Linked DNA regions of Drosophila melanogaster: region 2 is linked to region 1. Evidence: chromatin contacts called from public Hi-C data. All regions are on one chromosome and are shown on one strand. The core of a region is the stretch at or near the end of the contact, and the rest is flanking DNA. Distances in the headings are between cores, read along the strand shown. Region 1 holds the start of drn (doctor no). Region 2 holds the start of cwo (clockwork orange).

The links. Hi-C and Micro-C count contacts between places; a contact is called where the count stands out from the background.
Region 2: a Hi-C map of the Kc167 cell line shows a contact between it and region 1, with 2.6 times the contacts expected there. A contact is called at or near these places in 2 of 107 Hi-C or Micro-C datasets (both in the Kc167 cell line).

The regions. Positions count from the first base shown.
Region 1 is chr3R:9,338,966-9,342,397 of dm6, forward strand. It overlaps drn (doctor no), which reads left to right and starts at 1,689. Exons shown (of 5, transcript NM_001275480.2): 1 at 1,689-1,804. It overlaps lncRNA:CR43301 (long non-coding RNA:CR43301), which reads right to left and starts at 1,027. Exons shown (of 1, transcript NR_048352.1): 1 at 1-1,027.
Region 2 is chr3R:10,386,332-10,389,763 of dm6, forward strand. cwo (clockwork orange) reads left to right here and starts at 1,927. Exons shown (of 4, transcript NM_080036.3): 1 at 1,927-3,106. The coding sequence starts at 3,048. lncRNA:CR44938 (long non-coding RNA:CR44938) reads right to left here and starts at 1,054. Exons shown (of 2, transcript NR_125128.1): 1 at 514-1,054; 2 at 1-80.

The sequences.
Region 1 (3,432 bases), core at 439-2,938:
AATGCACCACAGCGAAATGGTATAAGCGAATGCGAGAAAGAGAGGTAGCTACAGGGGGCGATAGTGTGCCAAAAATACACCAAGCTTGTCTGCTCCCTCATTCTATGGTTGTCCTTTTAGCCCTCTTTCTCTGCTCCTTCTCCTTTTCGACTGCACAATGCACTTCTTTTTCTTCTTCCGCAACCTTGTGCGTGTGCCCACATGTTTACATAAAGTGCAACTGTGTGCACGAAAAACGTTTCACCCTCTATTTGTAGCTCCAATTGTATCAGCATAATTATAGACACTGTGACAAATAAGTAATATGTTTTACCAAAAATTGCTAAAATTAAAGGTAAATGAAGAGTTATGTAGATAGTTGCTTCTTTTTATTAAGCAATAAAAAGGGAATTATTATGTACGTTTATATACTGCAAGTCTCGCTAAATTCTGCTACAATGTACATACATACATACAAATCTATACAAATCTATTACCCAAATCAGAGCATTTAAATAGATAAGCGCAGAGAATTTCGTATGGATTGGAGGTCTAAACGAATTTCTGTATTGCTCGTGGAGGGCAGACAGTGAACATTTGTAAGGCGCACCTTGTTATCAATCACCTTTTTTACGCATTGTTTGAGGCCCCTTTGTATCTCCGCCTCGTCTTGGTTTCTCTTACAACTGCGTCGTTTTAACTTCATGGGGCAAGCTACGGGGTATACGTATAAATACATACACATGTATGTATGTGTATGTACATACTCTATAAGGTTTGTGGCTAATACGTGATGGTAAACAAACTGCAATGCAATGGCCAAATGCGTTTCGGATTCACCACGACTGTTAGACACCCCCAACTCTGTTATCTCCGCCTGCAGGGCAATATTTTCGTTTTCCACCTCACGCGCGGTTGTTATTGCTGAAAACAGGAAATAATTTTCGTTTTCTATAGAAAACACTGCTGGCAGCCGTCGCTGTTGCGTGTCTGATATTTTATTTTTAACGCTCAGCGACTTTATACTACGTAGTATTTAGTATCGCTCGCTTTTAAGTTTGCCTTTGTACGTCTCGCATAATTTTGGAGCTTTTCTGCTTGCAACCTTGCCTTTAAGTTTACAAAGTTCGTTAGCACTAGCGTATTTTTACTGTCTGTTCATTTAAATTGTTATTATTTTTGGTTGGTTTTTTTTCTTTATTGCTTTTTATTTTGGCTTGTTTGTCATCACAACAAGGCTAGTGCAGAACCAATTTCGTAGGCAGGTGCGACCTTTGATAGCTGAAATATTTGTCGAGAAACTTTACAAACTGGTATCTATCTACGGATCGTAAGTGATATTTTATATTATTTATATGAACACGATCTCATTGGAGCCTATGACCTCTAATTAAGCGAATTCTTAGCCCCACTCTGACTTTTTAATTTGCTTTTGATTTTACATTTGCTTTGCGAGTGATCGCAACAAAATAACATTTCGATGTGAAAGCGTGGTCGGATTGACGATACCCTCTAATATATATTTAATAAATGTATGCATGAATTTATTGAAAATAATATTTCCTAAATTGTATTTAACATTCTAAGTATTATTTATTAGATATATACAAAATAGACAAAAAGAATGTAATGAGCAAAAACTGGGCAATCATATTTTCAGTGCTGTATAATTTTTATTAGCACTGCATTTCAGAGCTAATCAACACTAAGCTTTTGTGCTTCATTCCATTCTCAGTAAGGACAAAACACGAAATTAGACTACAAATGTTCTGAAACATCAGTAATGAAATTGGACAAAGTGCACCTCAAAACGGACATTCTCTTGGTAAGGGTGATTTGGAAAACCAAATTTCAGGCCTGTTAAACTGCGGCAAATACTCACCACGGCCAGCCAACAGCCATTTCACAATATGGCACTGTTATCAAAAAGATTACTATTGGGGAAGACAAAGCAATCGCCATACGCTAGGCGATTTCTACATTAATACTTTTGTTTCCCGTTCGGTGAACGCATAGAAATTGATATTAAAATTATTTTTTTTAAAAAGTGCGCAGTTTGCATTGATGACGCAGCAGCGCAGTTTCGCTCTCTGCGGCTGTTAACACGCTGTAGCTCTCTTTGGGCTGGCGAACAATATGGCGTCGTCGAAATTATGTCGTCGCCCAATTTAAAGTCATACGAAAAACCATAAAGATTATTAAAAGCGCGTTTGAAGGTTTCTTGAAACGCCCAGTAAGCGGAAATAGTTTTGGTTTGTTGGCAGGGACTCGATATAAATTTGACTCTCTATCGTTGCATTGGTCTTTTGTCTCTTGTCTCCCTCTGTTCCCCTTCCACAATCTTATTGTGTGTGCACTTTGCACTGTTGGGCTAACATAGCGTGGTGTTTTTCGTTGGAAATACGCATTTTCGACCATCTTTGCTCGGTTCACATTTAATTTATTTCCTACATGGCTTCTCTCCGTTGACTGGCGATTTCTTTTTAGCCTGTCATCCTTCATTCCCCTTTCCTAACCACTTTCTCACCACACCAGCAATCAACGCTCTTTTTGCGTTAACAGCGCTCGTTTGGGCTAGAGATGAGACCATGAGTTTATGTTACGTCGTGTCACGATAAGAATTTTATTTTACATACATTTCGGTCCAATTTGCGTTTGATTTTATTGTCAAGAGGAGAAAATACAAATTGAAAATAATTTTAAACAAACATTGTATTCGATTTTATATAAATAAGTGTTTCTTTTATAGCTAATGTATTGAAAATAATAATCATTTCGATCATTTCAATCCTACATACTCCTGGTATTGTTAACTGCTTTCAACCGGAGAAGTTGAGTGACAGACTCACGCTCTCATCACCAAATTGCCACCAACAGAGCTCTGTTAGCTCGCCAGTCGCAGTCATCAAGCGTTGCGAGGTCCGCTCATTTCTGTTAGAGTGCTTGGAGACTTCACTTCGCGTTTGGAGGATCAGATCCACGTTGGTTTTTGGCTTCAATTACCCACAACTGTCATCGTCAGCCCAGTCAGCGCCTTGCTAACTAAACTAGATAATAAAGTAATCACTTTTCCGCGCTCCCCTCCCTCTCTCTCGGTCGTGTTAGTGCGCTCCGCGATTAATAAGAAACGAGTTAAAAAGGAAAGCAAAAGGAAAACTGGCAGCGTTTTCCTCTTGCAGCTGAGAAAAACCGCAGGACGCAGCTCAGCAGCAGCGTCGCAGTCGTGTGCGTTGTGCATAAGAAAAAAGAAGAAAAAAAATCCTGTAATATTGCAGAAAAAACCGTAATTCGCCACTTGAAACGAAGGAAAAACGAGGAAAAGCAACTGCGTCGTGCACCATTTTGTGATATATTTTTGCCCTCCTCCTTCTTCAACGATCCCTGTGCAATTCTCTGTTAAAGAAAAAATTAAAATAATTACTAGCAACCAATTGAATTTCTGCGAGACCAACA
Region 2 (3,432 bases), core at 677-3,176, 1.0 Mb after region 1:
TCGCAGATCACATTTACCAGATTTATGGCTTACGGAGTGTGGAGTACGGCTTACGGACCCTGTCGTTGTGTTGGTGTGACCTTTGGGGCGGTTAAAAATAGACGAGAGACATTTAAATACAATCAACACGTTGGAAAGCCCAGCACAAAGAAGCACAGTAAACACTGATTAACGCGAATTAACTTAAGTGTGATTAAAACTTGCAAAATATGGATTTATCTAACTATTACTATCAATTTAAAAGGTTTTCAAATATTTTGAAATTTGGTTAAAGTTAAAATATTGGACAAGGTTTGTTATAAAAACTAGTTACGCTTTTAAATTCCTTTGTTTGAAAAAAGAAATCGTTGGTATTTTCGCGATAAAATTAAACACTTCTTCCAGCAAAACTATATAGCATATTAGTTCGAGTTATGGAGCTCGAACTGTTTAAATCCGAATCAACCGCAAAACAAAAACAACAGCGTTTTGTAAATACGAAAACATTTCAACAACACGTGACCAACAACAAACCTGAGTGCTGCAATGGTGTGCGTGTGAGTGTGTGTAGATGTGCGCTTGTGTGTGTGCCAAATCGCTGACATGCTCGGCTCGCGTGAGAAATTACGTCATGCGCCACGAATTTTGAGTTGTTATTTATTATTATTTTTTTGTACTTTTTAGTGAGTTTGCCACTTTCAACGTGTCTCGATTAAAAACGAAAAGCAAATGGATCAAGAGTGTGAGAGAGAGAGGGGGCCAATGTAGCGTTTGATTATTATTTCGTTTTTTAAAGTGAAGCCCTCACAGAAACAACAACAAAAGTCGCGACTGTTGCGCTCTGTAATAAAAACAAAATGTCGGCCGAGTAGAGAGTATATGTGAGTGTTGTTTGCTTTGGGATTGTTGTTGCCAAGCGCCGGTTATCAGTTTGCGCTCTCTTGCGCTCTCTCTCTCGCTCACGCAGCCGCCGCCCAGTTGACTTCTGTTTCGCTTTGGAATTTGTCACGTTTCACGTGTTTTATTGTATGCCGCTGACTTTTGTTGTTGCTGCTCGCCTTGAGCTTCTGCGTCGTTGTTTTCTTTAGTTATTCGTAGTATATATGCACATAAATTTTCTTTTTGTTTTTTTTTTCGGTTTCATGTTATATTGTTTGTAGCCCGAGACTGTAACGGTAACTCTCCAGAGTTCGTACTTGAGAATCATTGGTGCACTTAAAGTTAACCATAACCATATTGGTATCGGCTTGGCAAACTAAATGCTTATAAATATATGTACATATGTATGTATATAATTCACACGCAACTCATTTATGAATATCTGCAACAACAACAACGCTGCTTGTGGTTTTGTAAGTGCCGTGAGTTTGCGAGTACGTGTTGTCTAGTCATCAAGCCCCCAAATGTCGACTGCACAGTGGAGCCAATCGGGTATTTTGCGATTTTGCCTTAGAATGCATTTCAAACTTATAAAAACTTCCCTTTAAAAGCAGGTCTCTTGAAATATAATCATATTATGGTATGTCGGCATATACATTTGTATGCCAGTTGTTACCCTTAAAGTAGGCAATAGTTACGTTTAATGGTTGATACATGTAAATTAACAAATTTCATAAACATTTGATTTTTGAAAATTGTATACTTACTTTATATTTTAGTGCCTGATTTGCTGCTAAACATATCCCCTGCCTAAACAAAGGCAATCTGTCAAATTTGCCAATCATGTCGTAGGAATCCCCTGGGCTTATCTCCCAGGGGAATTTGTGGTAATAAAATTTGAGTTTCTGTCCCACTGTGGCAATCACGTTCGCCGCACACGAAAAGCCTTATCTCTATTCTCTCTCCCAACAACACATGTTGCTCTCTCTTCTCCTTTGGCGTGCACGTCATTAATTTGGCGCTCTCTCGTCTCTTTTTTGGGGTCTCGTGCCGCCAGCGAGTTTTATTCATTCATTTCGATTCTGTCTCTTGTCGCGAACAGACGTTTGGGAAATAGTTCGGTGCGGGTGACGTGACAGTGCAAAAATTGAATACAAAAAAATAAGGCAAGAGGGAGAGCAAATAAAAAACAGCAAAATTAGCTGGAGGGGCAACAACAAATTTGATACATACCTATATATACGTGCTTTAATAGTGAAACACACGCACACGCATCACGTTGCTCGCTCGCCCGTACATATATTTATATCGGTGTGTGTGTGTATATAGAGGCGGCTGGTAAAATTCCACTGTGAAACGAAAGGAAGTTATTGTTTTCTGTGGCTCTATTCATGTACCATATATATTAACAAAACAAATAACAGTGTGTGCATAAAATTGATAAAAGCTAAAAACGTGTAAACAAAAATTAAACAAAAAACCGCGCAGCGCAATCACGTTTTCCGACACTATTTGCGTTTCTTCTGTTGTTTTTTGTGTGGATACCGCGAACGAGGAGGAATTGTTCCAACAAGTGCACCTTAATTGAAGCTCCAGTAACAGAAGAAGGAGAAGTACGAAAGAAAAACAGGAGGAGGAGTAAACACGTTATCGCTATCGTTATCGCACCCAAACACTAGCAAACGCACACCCAGTGATAAGCGAAAAAGAGTAAACAGGCGGTACACACTTATCAGCATTTTTCACTCGTTCCAACATAAATAAACACCCCGCTTCGTAATGCCCTTCTAAAATTTCGAATATAAATCCGGGACGTGAAACGTGAAAAAGTACCCGAAAGAAAAATATCTCATCTCAGCTTTGAAGAGAAAAGTAACTCGCCGCGCAGTGAATTCGCCGCACAGCCGTCGACTCGACAACCTGTTTGCTCGCCCATAAATTCGCCCCGGCATTTATCTCACAATTATTTCTGCACTGACGTAAGGAGGAGCACTTCCACCATTCCACCGCAACTGCAGCAAACCACGTCGACGCAGCAGCAGACGCAGCAGGCGCTCCACAAAACGTTCACACTGCCCAGGAGCGGATTCGGTGCGTTTCCAGTGCAAGCAGCCGGAGGAGGAGGAGGCGGAGGCGTGCGGAGCGGTTCCGTCTGTGGATCGAGGAGCAGGAGCCCCATTGGCACCACCATGGAGCCCTATTGGAACGAGACGAACGGACATGCCGCCCATCCGGTCAAGTATGAGAGGTAGGTATACTCAGCACAGATCGCCAGATCCCGCTGCAAGTCGAAAGCAAATAAAATCCAATCCAATGACTAAATCGAACCACTCACTTTCACCTGTGCGCGTTTAGCTTAAGCACGCAGAGAAAACTTATCACAAAATGTGCAACAATCCGAAAGCCCTCTCCAATTAGTTGAAAATTGTTAAAGTTTTATCCGTATCTGAACGACAAATTAAACCAAATGAATCTTTCTTAAATAAATAACAATCCGTAAATTTTTGGATAAGCATATTGCTAATTTAGATTCCCAAGACTTGTGATACCTTTTCTCTGTGAATTATTTAATGG